4 separate regions of the Mus musculus genome follow, and regions 1, 3 and 4 are each linked to region 2. A link is a contact called in public ChIA-PET and Micro-C data. All regions are on one chromosome and are shown on one strand. Each heading gives the region's core, a stretch centred on a gene start, on an enhancer-like site or on the middle of the called end of the contact. The rest is flanking DNA. Distances are from core to core; before and after follow the strand shown.

The links. Hi-C and Micro-C count contacts between places; a contact is called where the count stands out from the background. ChIA-PET counts read pairs in DNA pulled down with a chosen protein or histone mark.
Region 1: an RNA polymerase II ChIA-PET map of memory CD8 T cells shows a contact between it and region 2, with 33 read pairs. The contact joins the promoter of Gpx1 here to the promoter of Rassf1 in region 2. A contact is called at or near these places in 2 of 39 promoter capture datasets (erythroid cells and pre-B cells), 1 of 484 Hi-C or Micro-C datasets (B cells), 4 of 115 datasets of contacts at active chromatin or transcription factors (large pre-B cells, memory CD8 T cells, pancreatic cancer cells and 1 more) and 2 of 9 other capture datasets (adipose tissue and liver).
Region 3: an RNA polymerase II ChIA-PET map of memory CD8 T cells shows a contact between it and region 2, with 6 read pairs. The contact joins the promoter of Dag1 here to the promoter of Rassf1 in region 2. A contact is called at or near these places in 1 of 39 promoter capture datasets (the C10 cell line), 1 of 484 Hi-C or Micro-C datasets (LSK cells) and 2 of 115 datasets of contacts at active chromatin or transcription factors (bone marrow-derived macrophages and memory CD8 T cells).
Region 4: a Micro-C map of embryonic stem cells shows a contact between it and region 2, with 2.9 times the contacts expected there. The contact joins the promoter of Bsn here to the promoter of Rassf1 in region 2. A contact is called at or near these places in 1 of 484 Hi-C or Micro-C datasets (embryonic stem cells) and 2 of 115 datasets of contacts at active chromatin or transcription factors (memory CD8 T cells and pancreatic cancer cells).

The regions. Positions count from the first base shown.
Region 1 is chr9:108,337,665-108,340,768 of GRCm38.p6, forward strand. It overlaps Gpx1 (glutathione peroxidase 1), which reads left to right and starts at 1,416. Exons shown (of 2, transcript NM_008160.6): 1 at 1,416-1,894; 2 at 2,113-2,678. The coding sequence starts at 1,649. The coding sequence ends at 2,472. It overlaps Rhoa (ras homolog family member A), which reads left to right. Exons shown (of 6, transcript NM_016802.5): 6 at 1-279.
Region 2 is chr9:107,549,888-107,553,064 of GRCm38.p6, forward strand. It overlaps Rassf1 (Ras association (RalGDS/AF-6) domain family member 1), which reads left to right and starts at 1,668. Exons shown (of 6, transcript NM_001243748.1): 1 at 1,668-1,959. The coding sequence starts at 1,710. It overlaps Zmynd10 (zinc finger, MYND domain containing 10), which reads left to right. Exons shown (of 12, transcript NM_053253.4): 8 at 1-160; 9 at 397-522; 10 at 611-732; 11 at 853-978; 12 at 1,074-1,434. The coding sequence ends at 1,149. It overlaps Gm34106 (predicted gene, 34106), which reads right to left and starts at 950. Exons shown (of 2, transcript NR_168657.1): 1 at 810-950.
Region 3 is chr9:108,262,298-108,265,671 of GRCm38.p6, forward strand. It overlaps Dag1 (dystroglycan 1), which reads right to left and starts at 1,518. Exons shown (of 4, transcript NM_001276482.1): 1 at 1,328-1,518.
Region 4 is chr9:108,188,621-108,191,985 of GRCm38.p6, forward strand. It overlaps Bsn (bassoon), which reads right to left and starts at 1,763. Exons shown (of 12, transcript NM_007567.2): 1 at 1,424-1,763. The coding sequence starts at 1,638.

The DNA of each region.
Region 1 (3,104 bases), core at 166-2,665, 790 kb after region 2:
TCCAGACTGGACTAAGTAGGAATTTGGTTTCCCGCCTGAGGCAGTTATACTTTGGAGGTGGCATAGCCTTTCTCACCTGGACTGCAGGGTCTGGCTCTAAGTCACAGTGCTCCTTTCTCCACACTGTATCCAAGTTGCCTCCCAGAGGAGCCACCAGTTCTTATGGGTGGCAGTGGGTGGGGGTGGGGGGGTCTCTTCTCTCCAGCTGACTAAACATTTTTCTGTACCAGTTAATTTTTCCAACTAATAGAATAAAGGCAGTTTTCTAAATTTCCTGTATTCTCTTGTGTGTTGCTTTCGCCGGAAAGACTCCCCTGGAGAGGCTTCTTGAATGGCACCAGCTCCTCCTACTCCCTCCCTCTTCTAGACTAACCTTTTGTCTCCTCCCAAGAACATGGAAGTGGTTTCCCTGTGACACGTTCAAATCTAAAAAGTGGAGTGGAAGCCGGGTGTGGTGGCGCAGGCCTTTCATCCCAGCACTCGGGAGGCAGAGGCAGGTGGATTTCTGAGTTCGAGGCCAGCCTGGTCTACAATGTGAGTTCCAGGACAGCCAGGGATATACAGAGAAACCCTGTCTAAAAAAGACAAAAAAAAAAAAAAAAAAAAAAAGTGGAGTGGAATGTCATAGAGGGGACATGAGGGGCTGGGTTTTCTGGACTAAGACCAAACTGCACTGGGGGCAGGAATCTAGGACCACTAGAAGCACGTGTTCTGAGAGGAGCTAGGTTAGAGTCTGGAGCAGGGAGTCCTGCACTGCTGTCCACCCTTACAAAAACAACCAAAAGAAATTGCCTTTGATAGCGCTGTTAGTGCTACTAAAAAAAAGTCAGGCATGGGTGGTACAAGCCTTTAGTACCAGCACTCGGGATGAAAGCAAAGAGACAGGTAAATCTCTTGAGTTCTAGGCCTGCCTGGGCTACTGAACAAGCCTTAGTACAGCCAAGACTGCATACAGAAACACTGATGAGATGGAGACACCCCCCAAGACAAAACAAAACGAAAACATGCACTTGGAGTTCCAGGCGAGCCAGGGCTCTGTAGAGACCTTGTCTCAGAAACAAAACACTGGCCACCTGATGCGACGCAGCTCCTCTTGAGTTCAATTCCCAAATTATCACCGAGTGGAAGGAGAGAACCAACTCTGACCTCAACATGCATGCTCCTTCGATTTAATTAAACAATAAGTGTAATTAAACTTATGTTTTTAAAACCCTATAACCTTATGACTAGAAACGTGTGGGTAAAGTTACACAATATAAGGGAGCTGTGCGTGAGCTGCTTTAGCCGTTGTTATTGCCAGAGGCCATCTTCCTAGGCGGGACTCTAGACTAATTAAGAAACGGTTGAGTAAGACAGAGCTGGAAGATCCCCGCCTAAGCAAGCAGCTTCCTTCCAGACTAGTGCTACAGGAGCTAGACCAGACCCGCCCTAGGCACCTCCAGGCGCTTTAGCCCGGCCGCACCCTCTTCCCTGTTCCTCGATGGGGGGAGGGTAGAGGCCGGATAAGGCGGGACCCTGAGACTTAGAGCTGGCTGCCAGCCGGAAAGAAAGCGATGCCACGTGATCTCAGCACCATCCAGTTAAAAGGAGGTGCAGGGCCCTGTGAGCGCTAGTACGGATTCCACGTTTGAGTCCCAACATCTCCAGTATGTGTGCTGCTCGGCTCTCCGCGGCGGCACAGTCCACCGTGTATGCCTTCTCCGCGCGCCCGCTGACGGGCGGGGAGCCTGTGAGCCTGGGCTCCCTGCGGGGCAAGGTGCTGCTCATTGAGAATGTCGCGTCTCTCTGAGGCACCACGATCCGGGACTACACCGAGATGAACGATCTGCAGAAGCGTCTGGGACCTCGTGGACTGGTGGTGCTCGGTTTCCCGTGCAATCAGTTCGGACACCAGGTATATGGGGCGAGATGGGTGGCCTTGGGCTCTAGGCTCCCACGGGCGGGACACCGCTTACTTTCTCCTCTGGTACTACAGCTGGAATGCAGGCCTATCCTCGGTTATACAAGGAGGGCAACTTCCTGGTGACTCATCGGGAAACCTCTGTTTTGCAGTTAAAAAGCACATTCTTTCCGAAATCCTAGCACATAAATAAATGCCTTTGTCTTCCCTAGGAGAATGGCAAGAATGAAGAGATTCTGAATTCCCTCAAGTACGTCCGACCTGGTGGCGGGTTCGAGCCCAATTTTACATTGTTTGAGAAGTGCGAAGTGAATGGTGAGAAGGCTCACCCGCTCTTTACCTTCCTGCGGAATGCCTTGCCAACACCCAGTGACGACCCCACTGCGCTCATGACCGACCCCAAGTACATCATTTGGTCTCCGGTGTGCCGCAACGACATTGCCTGGAACTTTGAGAAGTTCCTGGTGGGCCCCGACGGTGTTCCCGTGCGCAGGTACAGCCGCCGCTTTCGTACCATCGACATCGAACCTGACATAGAAACCCTGCTGTCCCAGCAGTCTGGCAACTCCTAAGGCGGCCCTGGCATTGGCTTGGTGATTACTGGCTGCACTCTGGGGGGCGGTTCTTCCATGATGGTGTTTCCTCTAAATTTGCACGGAGAAACACCTGATTTCCAGGAAAATCCCCTCAGATGGGCGCTGGTCCCATCCATTCCCGATGCCTTTCCACCTAATGAAAGGTGGTTTCACTACTAAGAATAAAGTGCTGAATATCAGAATTGTTTGTGTGTCCTGTGTCATTGTCACCTTTTGGATAGCCTCATAGTCAGGGATAAGGAACTCAATCCCAGAGCCTAAACGTCCCTTTCCCCGCCCCTTATGCTTTTCTTTCTCCCTGTCCCAGGACATGGTTAAGGTCAGTCTTGAGTCGCCGTTACAGCAGAGGCCATACTCCAGAAGGAGGAAGCCAGTAGACAAGGGCAGACTGCCTAACGGTTAAGGCCACCCTAACCCCAAACGTGAACTTCTCCTTTCTGAGTTTTTGGTGGATGAGGAAGTGACTGTGTGCCCCTGTTCACACAAGACTCTAGAAATCTAGATCTTTGCCCACAGAAGTCTGTTTTGCACAGCTGCAACAGCCTTGCACAGTGTTACCAGCTTCTCTTTGCTGCATGAACCCACACTGCTACTCAGTGCCTTAATTT
Region 2 (3,177 bases), core at 418-2,917:
TTTTGAGAGTGGCCGATGGCAGACGGTGGCCCCCTCAGAGCAGCAAAAGCTGAATAAACTGGATGGGCAAGTATGGATCGCCCTGTACAATCTACTGCTCAGCCCTGAGGCCCGAGCCCGTTACTGCCTTACAAGCTTTGCCAAGGGACAGCTGCTTAAGGTGGAGAACTCAATGACCCCGCCCAGCCCCACTGCCCCCCTGCCCAGACCCACCCCCCAGGGCATCCTGGCCTGTCCCTGTCCCCTTTCCACAACTTGGGCTTCAGGCATCGACAGGGGAGCTGGTAAGATGCAAACCCTCCAAGGACGCTCAGCCCAATTTCAGGACTTCCTGTCTCTTGGCCCTCTGGCTAGGAACAGTTAGTTTCTCAATGGCCTTCCCTGGATCTCTTGCAGCTTCAGGCCTTCCTCACTGACACACTACTCGACCAGTTGCCCAATCTTGCCGATCTGAAGGGTTTCCTGGCCCACCTGTCCCTGGCTGAAACCCAGCCCCCTAAGAAGGACCTAGTGTTAGAACAGGTAAGGCCCTAGAACATGCTTGGGAGTGCTTGGGACGGTGGTCCACTTTTCCGGCTCCTTCCTCCCTGTCTCCATTACACTTTTTTAGATCCCAGAAATCTGGGATCGCCTGGAGAGAGAGAACAAAGGGAAATGGCAGGCTATCGCCAAGCACCAGCTTCAGCACGTATTCAGCCTCTCGGAGAAGGATCTTCGTCAACAAGCACAGAGGTAAAGTCCACTGAGTGGCTGAAGTCACGTGCATAGGACCAAGGAGGGAAGGTCACCTAGTGCTTCTGTGCACCTACCTGCCCGGTCCGTCCATTCAGCTCTTCTCGACTCCTCCCCCAGGTGGGCTGAAACCTACAGGCTGGATGTCCTAGAGGCAGTAGCTCCGGAGAGGCCCCGCTGCGGCTACTGCAACGCAGAGGCCTCCAAGCGCTGCTCCAGATGCCAGAATGTGTGGTATTGCTGCAGGTGAGGCGATCCTGGGACCTTAGTTGCCCCCCTAAGCTCCAACCCTGGGTTCTCCTACAAGCCCTGTCATTGTCATGCAACCCACCCCGCTGCAGGGAGTGTCAAGTCAAGCACTGGGAGAAGCACGGAAAGACATGTGTTCTAGCAGCCCAAGGTGACAGAGCCAAGTGAAGGCCGTAGCTGCCGAGGGCCGACAGAAGAGCGCACCCAGACTGTGACTGAGCTTCAGGGACTCGTGGCTCGCCCCTGTCAGACCTCAATTTCCCTGGTGAGCACAGCTGAGTCAAGTAGAGCTGCAAACCACCACACTCTTCACTTCCTGCCCCACCCAGCGAATACGCAGAGGACCAGGCCACAGCATCAGCAAACTGGCAGACAGGGTTGGGGGGTGTAAGCAAGGGCCGGATGTGGAGACCCTCTTCCTTTCGCACAATAAAGCAGACTCATGAAACGCAACAGTGTGGCGCTGTACAGTCATCCTTGGGGTCGGGGGAGAAGACTGGACGGAAAGATTGGGAAGGGGCTCTTTGAAAGGGCCCACCCCTGTGCCGTGCCCCGCCCACAAGTCCACACGGTCGGCTCGCCTAGGGTTCCAGCGCGTCCTCCTCGGCTCTTTCCCGCCGCCCTGCCTGGATCCTGGGGGCGGTGCCGAAGTCGCGGCCCGCCCTGCGGCCTCGCCCGCTCGGTACTCACTAGCTGCTAGTCCGCTACAGCACCGGCCTGACCGGGCCATGTCGGCGGAGCCAGAACTCATTGAACTACGCGAGCTGGCACCGTCCGGGCGCATCGGTCCAGGCCGTACCCGGCTGGAGCGTGCCAACGCTCTGCGCATCGCCCCGGGTACAACACGCAATCCGTCACAGCAGCACGTCCCGGGTCGTGGCCACCGTTTCCAGCCTGCAGGGCCCACCACGCACACGTGGTGCGACCTCTGTGGAGACTTCATCTGGGGCGTCGTGCGCAAGGGCCTACAGTGCGCGCGTGAGTAAGCGGCCCCACACAGCCAGCGACTACGGAAAGGGAGGCAGCACCATAGTTGCGGGTCAAGCGGCAGTGGAGGGCTGGTCAGTTGTGATGATCCTGCAGACCAGATCTCCTGGCCTTGCTCCATCAGGGAGAGTGCTTGAGAAAATGGTTTATCACTTGTCACGCTCTGTCCGTGCACAGTTGGGCAGAGTTAGTTGTCTGTGAATAAGAAGGTGCTTCAAGTTTGTCTTTAAAGTGCTTGTGCCCTTTCTTGAAAAGCCTTTGTGCCTGCTGAGCTCTGAGCCTACATTCCGAGGCCCGCCTCTTCCCAACGATTGGCTCACTGTGTTCCCCCTCTAGATTCCTGGGTGACGTCTCCCACATTAATAGGGGGCCAGAAAAAGTTAGAACCTTAGTTAGGCTCCTTGTTAGTAGGAATTCTATTGAAACTTCAGTCAAGGTTGTTTTGAGTCAAGGATGCAGAGGCTAAAACATGGAGTCCAGCCACACACACAATGAGTGGTCCTTCTGACCTAGGAATTACCAGCAAACAGAACCACGCAGGACAATATATACCTTCCAGTCTCCTCGCGCCTACTTCTCCTCTCAGACTTGTTGACTCCGTTGTTGAAAGTGGACCTTAGGCATCCTGGTTTTTCTGTTTTGGTTTGGTTTTTTGGTTGTTTTGTTGTGTTTTAAGACAGGGTTTCACTCTGCAGCCCTGGCTTGCCTAGAACTCTCTATGCAGACCAGGCTGTGACAAGCAACCCACCTGCCCCTGCCTCCCAAGTTCTGATGTATAGTTTTGAGTTGAGAATCGGTGCTTTGGGCCATATAGGAACTTAAAAATGGCACTGTAGGCCTGTGTGTGCCTCCAGATCATCTCATTCACTATACAAGTATGTCACAAACTCAGCTAGTGTAGCAGTTTGTGACAGAATGCCACATGAGAGCAAGAGCTGCGGCATCTCAGCATTCACAAGGAGAAAGAAAGCTGCTCTGGGGTTCTTGTCTAGGAAGCAAGACAGTTTGGGAGATAAGGAAGAAACCAAAGGCAAATGGAGGGTTTGCTTCAGATTGGGCTTACAGTGATAACTTGTTGAGATAGGAACCCTGGGGTGGAGTGAAGTGGGGAAAAAAATGACATTTTGGCCATATTCATTAGAAATCTTCATTAGACATTAATGTGAAGGCACTGCACATAGGATTTGGTCTGAAGAGGCCGATCAGTGC
Region 3 (3,374 bases), core at 268-2,767, 710 kb after region 2:
AGTAAAGTCAAACATTTACTAAATGAATGCATCTTGTCAAATCAGGTTTTTTAGAATGATGAGGACTTGTCCGGTGACAATTTCAACAGAGGTACATATCAACAATGCTTGCACATTCCCACCCGGTGCTGCCTGCATAGTGCTACTTACTCCTACCTTCACACAGGATCCCACACGCCTTGCAACTAACTCCCTAGTGAGATCTGATTTCTCCAATAGCCCCTATGTCCTTTAAGCACGCTGACCATGTCCTTGACTTCAAGGCAAAAAGAACTTCAATTCTCCATATTTAAACCATCGATCTGTACAACCCGTTACCGTGGAATTCTTTTTCTAAACTAGAACATTCTGAAAGTATGTCTCTTGCTCATTAAGCACAATATATACTAATATGATTGCAACACCCCATCTCCATCAGATTCCAAAACATCTGGAAGCACACCCAACTCTAGCTGGAGTTATGTTCTATAAACACCACCCTCACTTCACGAGTCTGGCTTCCACGCCAAGAACTACTTCTACTCGCTTATTTAGGGAAACAGCAGGCTGGACTCTCAAGTTAGACCTCTAGGCTATAAAGGTACTGTCCCAGACTAGGCGGACCAGTCAAAACTTCGTCATCACCACGAAAACTAATCTTGATGTAATTCAACTTAACAAAAGCTTCTCAAATTGTAGAGATTAAGAGGTGTGTTTTTAATTGCCCGTTGAGTTTGTCAATAAATGAACTTGGGAGTTATAGCAAAGGACTCTGAGTCAACATGGTGTTCCCTCTGGGAACATTTTCCAAATATACTCGCAAGTGAACCTGATTTCCCAAATACCCACTGCAAAGGTAGTAAAGGAGTCTCCCACAGAAGCGCAACCGAGGGGGAGGAAAGAACCCCAAGACTCGGAGCAGCTCAAAGCAAGAGGCGGGGGCGGCGCCCTTCCCAGCCTCTGGCAGGAGCCCCACAGTAGAGATGCCTCCTAACTGGGCCGCGACCCCCACTGGCAACCCGGAGGCAGCCCGCAGGCCGCACACGCCCGCGGCCGATGCACAGGCCCCGCGTTCCCGGGAGCGCGGGCCGGGGCCGAGGCCTGGCCCGTCGCCGCGGCGCGCAGCTCCGGCCTCAGCCTTCAGCTACCGGACGGAGAGCCGAGGGGCGGCTCCGCACGGACGGCGGCGGCGCCGCCTCCTCACCCGCAAGGACGTCCGTGGCCGTGTCCCCGCCCCGGGCCGAAAGGGAGCAGCAGCAGGTGTTCCGCGGAAGGCTCGGTCGGCTGCAGCGGGGATCCCGGCCCCAGCAGGCAGGCACCGGGAGGCAGAGGCGGGAGGCGCACTCACCCAGCACCACGGGCAGGCCGCGGCAGGTGTTCGCTCCTCCGGGCCCAGGGACACCGCCGCCACTCCCCGGGGACTCCGCGCGAAGCTACCGCCGCTGCCGCCCCCGAGCCCCAGGAGCGCGAGCGCCGCGCCGCAGCCTCCGCGCGATCACGTACCGAGCGGTGAGAGGGCGCCGAGCGCGAGGGCGGGGCGCGCGGCCGGAGCCTAGCAACCGCCTGACACGCGAGTGCCGCAGCCAATCCCACGGCCGACTCGGAGCGGCGCCGACTAGCCTTCAGCGCGCGGCCCGCTTCTGCCTGCGTCGCTAGCCCCGCAGCGCGCCGCACCCGCGCACAGGCCCCGCCCCGTCCCGCACCTCTCTGCCCATTGGCCTGTCACGCCCCCGCCCCAAAAGCCACGCCCCGACGTAGAGGCCCCGCCCCCGAAGTCGACCAAGTGGGTCCCGGGACACGCCTTAGCCAGTCCGGGTAGCTGGGAGCGCTTGCTAGCTGGGGTGGGGGAGGGGCACCTTTCCCAACTTCTCCCGAAGAATAAATCGAGGTATGGACAGGCCGGCGAACCGGTCCGGCCACAACAAGCCACCACACAGCTGCCCCCTAATTTCCTTCGAGCAAAACGCAAGCGGTATCTAAACCATTCAAACACTCAGGAAGCGCCCTCCCAATTGCAAAGGAAGAGAGGCCTTGTTACCCTCTCCTTAATATGGATGGAGAAACTAAGGCCAGATCCGGGTGGGTGGGCAGGAAGGTAACCCATTTCTTTAGTGCTGGCCATACAACAGGCTTCCCCTCCCCCTCCTTGGAAAGCTAAAATCCAATGCCTCCTCTGGAGCTCAAAATAGCTCTGACCCGCTAGCACAGGTCACTCACCCCCCGGTGGCCCACATTCTTTAGATGGGTGGTTACTGCTAGAATCTGGCCTCCCCCATTTATGGAGGGTCCTAAAGTAGTTCTTAACTCTCCTGGGCTCACCAGAGGGCCCAAACTCCAGAGACTGGAGATTTAACAAGTTACTAAACCTGACAGTGCATAATACCTGTGGAAATCAGAACTGTGGTAGGCTCTGCTCCCTTCCTAACTGACCCCACACTGCTAGAAGGAATCCATTCCTCTTTGGCCTAGGGCCAGGCTGGAGTTTCAGACACAAGCTGTTATCAGTAAACTCATTCTGAATACAGACCCGGCGGCTACTCAGCCTGGGATTCCTGCCTAAAGGACGGGCAGTTCTCTTCAGAAGAGTCTAGGAGAAAAAATTTTCAGGAAGAAATGCCCTACCTCAAATACCTGTTTGCAATTTCTCAATTCTTACGTGACTAACTCATAGAGCCTAGAAAAGGAAGAGGAACTAAAATCCAGGAGAGCAAGAGCAGGCCATCCCTTGGATGTTAATAAACTGAAGAGTTAATGGCTTCTCAGATTCTGACTTTAAGACTGTACCATTTTAGAAAGGCTGAGAATGAGCTGGCCATGGTTGCTGCCGTCTGTAATCTTTACACTCATAAAGCTGCGACTTAAGGATTGCTGTAAATTGAAGGCCAGTCAAGGTCGCATAATGAGTCTCCAGGCCAGTTTGGGCTATAGAGTGATACCTTGTCTCAAAAACTAATCAAGGGCTTCAGAGATTACTTAGACAGTAAAGACATTACTGATGACTTAAGTTGGGTCCCCACAACCCACATGGTGAAAAGAAAGAACCAACTCCAAGCACAATAAAAACATAAGATATAGGGCTGGAGAGATAGCTCAGCGGTTAAGAGCACTGACTGCTCTTCCAGAGGTCCTGAATTCAGTTCCCGGCAACCACATGGTGGCTCACAACCATCTGTAATGGGATCTGATGCCCTCTTCCGGTGTGTCTGAGGACAGCTACAGTATACTCATTTGAAATGAATAAAACTTTAAAAAACTATATTAAAAAAGCTGGGTGGTGGTAGCTTACTCCTCTGATTCCAGAACTCGGGAGGCAGAGGCAAGTGGATCTCTGATTCTGAGTTTGAGGCCAACCCGGTCTATAGAATGAGTACACAAGGTTATACAGAGAAATTCTG
Region 4 (3,365 bases), core at 513-3,012, 640 kb after region 2:
CAACTAGTAGAGCAGCCAGTCTGGTTATCCGGAAGGGAGATGGTAAATTCTCCATATAACAACAAGGTGGTTTTCCATTCAGCTGTAGCTTTTCCTTGAAGGGAGAGAGCTGAAGCTTGGCGAGCCTGTTTCTCAGGCTAAAACCCAAAACAAGCATCTCATCACACAGCGAGATGGGCAGTGTGTCCAGGGCTAAGAGCTGCGTGGTACTCAACTGCATTACTGTCAAAGCAAATGTAAAACGGGCCAGTTCCTCCTCTAAAAGCTACATTCATGGGCTGGCCTGTTTGAGATGGCTTCAGGCTACTGACATCTCTGCATCACTGTGAGTTATCTAAGAAAAGACTCCTGAAGAAATCAACACAGGAGGCACAGTTGGGTGTCTGAAAAAGCAAACATTATTCTTCCTTGGAGTTTCTGTGTACCAGAAAAGGCAAAGCAACATAGATATTGGCAGCTTTGAATGGAGATAGAAACACCTCCCCCCAAGGGGGACGATACTCCCCAGGCCCAACTGGTGTAAAAATAACGCCTTCCGTTTTACCCTGTCATCTCTTGGTAGTCTTGAGTCGGCTGACACAGGCCAACATTCACATCCTCCGCCTTCCATGCCACTTGTTTTTGCAGAATCTGGGTTTGGCAAACCCTGAAACAAGCTGGGCTCAAAAATATTTGGCCAGATCTATTTGGTTTAAACCAGTCTATGTGGATTTTGGCTTTCCCACTGGCCGGAGGTGTTGAGCTAAATCATTAAGCCATGAGTTCATATCTGGTGGGAGGTAATTCAATAGCGTTTTCTGCCTCACCTGAAAGTGTTCACAAACCCTTGACGAAAGCACATGACCGCGAGTATTATAGGGCCTGATAGTATCCGGTGGGCAATTTTCCTTTCCTCAGAGACAGTGACAGGCACGAAATGCTTGAGGAAAGCAAAGGACCAAGTTCATGGCTCAACTATTCCCATCTTTCCCTATTCCTAGCAGTGACACTTATCTTCCCTGACAGCCACTCCCATTGTGCTCTTTCTCGACCCAACACAATGGACATATGCAGACGCTGGCAGACAGGGAGGATGTCTTCCATCCCATTGCTCCCCTGTGCAGAGGGACCAGACTAAGGTTACATAAGCCCCTCCTGAGCTGTTGGGCCCCTGCGCTATGGGGAAGAGAATTGGGGGATTGTGACGAAGTCACGGTCTGCAGGCCCTGACTAACCCTGTACTCACCATCCTGTCCTGTCAAGGCGGGGCGGCTGGAGAACCTAGGGTTGCCCACCTTGACCACCCAGCTCACGCCAATCTGGCAGGATTCGCAGTGCAGGCAGACCCGAACCTGCTGTCCACTAGATCGTGGGATTCCAGGCCCCGGCCCCAGATTCGGACCACAGCTCCCTGCCCCCCAGGAGCCCAGACGCGCGCTCTTACCTGCCCGGGCCGGGGCCGGGGCCAGGGCCGGGGACCGGACCGAGACCAGGGGTCGGGGGTCCCGCCGCTCGCGCAGCGCCAGCCACGGGGAGCTGTCCGCCGCCAGCTAGTGCTGAAGGCGGCTTCCCTGCTCCGGGGCCCGGACCCAGACCAGAGCCTCCGGGCGGCAGCGGCCCTTCGCCCGCGCCGCCCTCCAGGCTGGCCTCGTTGCCCATGGTGGGCAGGCGGGCGGGCGGGGTCGGGGTCGCACTGCGCCCGGGCCGGCGGCTCCCGGGCGGCGCTCACACTCTCCGCTCCACCGCAGCTGCCGCCATCTCCCAGCTCGGCTCGCACAGCCGCCTGCTGCTGCGCATGCGCGTCGCGCGCGCTCCTGCCCTGCACACGCCCCCCCCCCTCCCCGCGCGCGCTCACGCCAGCCCGCGAAGACTCGTGTCCACGCACCAGCCTCGGGGTCGCCGGGAAAAGGCCTCCGGAACCCGCGCATGCGCCCTCCGCAGCCAACGCGGCCGGCGGGTGTTGAATGAAGGCCGGCGGCCTCGGGTGGCTGGCTGCAATCTGCTGGACCACTTTGGAGGTTCACTAGACCTTAGAAGCGACTAAGAGCCTTGAGTGGTGGCCTACGTCTGTAATGCCAGTCAATAGGAGATTGAGGCAGGAAAATCAAGGTCATCCTTAGTTACGTAGTGAGTTCGAGGCCAGCCTACACCAAACCATTTTAAAAGAAAAAAAACCGGGCCAGCAAAAGGGACCAATAGGTAAAGATGCTTGCTCCAAGTTTGATGCTGTGAGTTAGGAGCCCACATGGTGAAAGGAAAGAACCGACTTCCACGTTGTCTTCTGCTCTCCACATCCTCCCATTCCGTCAGCTATACACATACACAAATAAAAATGTCTTCCGTTAAAGTATAGTCTAGAGAGATGAATTAGCAGTTAAGAACTTTTATTGCAGCCGGACTTAATGGCACACGCCTTTAATCCCAGGATTTGAGAGGCAGAAGCAGGAGGATCTCTGAGTTCGAGGCCATCCCGCTCTGAGAGAAAGTTCCAGGAGAACCAAACTACACTGAGAAATGCTGCCTTAAACAAACAAACAAACAAACAAACAAATGACATGATTTTTAAAAAGGGAGAGAGAAGAAAGAGGGAGAGAGGGAAAGGAAAAAGAGAAATAGACAAAAAGAAAAGGCAGGGGAAAATGCCACAAGGTGGCATAGCGCTGTCCACGGCCTGAAATCTGGCACTTTCTATCCATAAGGACCATACATCGTGGTACACACCTTTCTTCCGAGCGCGTGGGAGCAGAGGCAGGCAGATCTCTGTGAGACTTCAGGCTTATCTATATAGCATGTTCTGGGGCAAGCTATTGTGAGATATAGCAGGAGGCTGTCCTGGTAGGTAAAGCATAGAACAGGCTCTGTGAGAGACTTGCAGGATGCAGATGAATGGGAGTCTGTTCAGAGGTGTAAAGTGATTGAGATGTTGGGGCCAGACCGTCAGGGGCTGGATATTGCTGTGGGGAAAACCAAATAGTAGTGAGCATCGTCTGGGATTCATACTGAGGCTGAGTCCCATAGACCCAGAGTCTCGGGAAGCACCCAAGGGAGAGAGGGTGTACAGAGTCAGGTGAAATTGGGGCCAGAGAAGAGAAGTTATTGGTGGCCTTCTGCTGTGGCCCTCGGGGACTGTCCAGAGGGTTGTAAATTTCCCTCATTAGCCTGAGACCTTAGTAAACTTTCTCGTCCTCATTTGAAGGGAGGAAAGAAAGGCAAGACAACCAAAGCAACATAGTAGTGTCTGGTACTACGTGGGGCCAGTGTCACTTTCTGTCCAAGGGAACTGTTAGAAAGGACCTTCCTTTGAGTAGCCTAAGTGGGAGGCTGGCCTGGTAGGGACAGGCAGCAAAGCCCCTGTCTCCTTATAAGGGCCTCAGATGTTCTCCTGA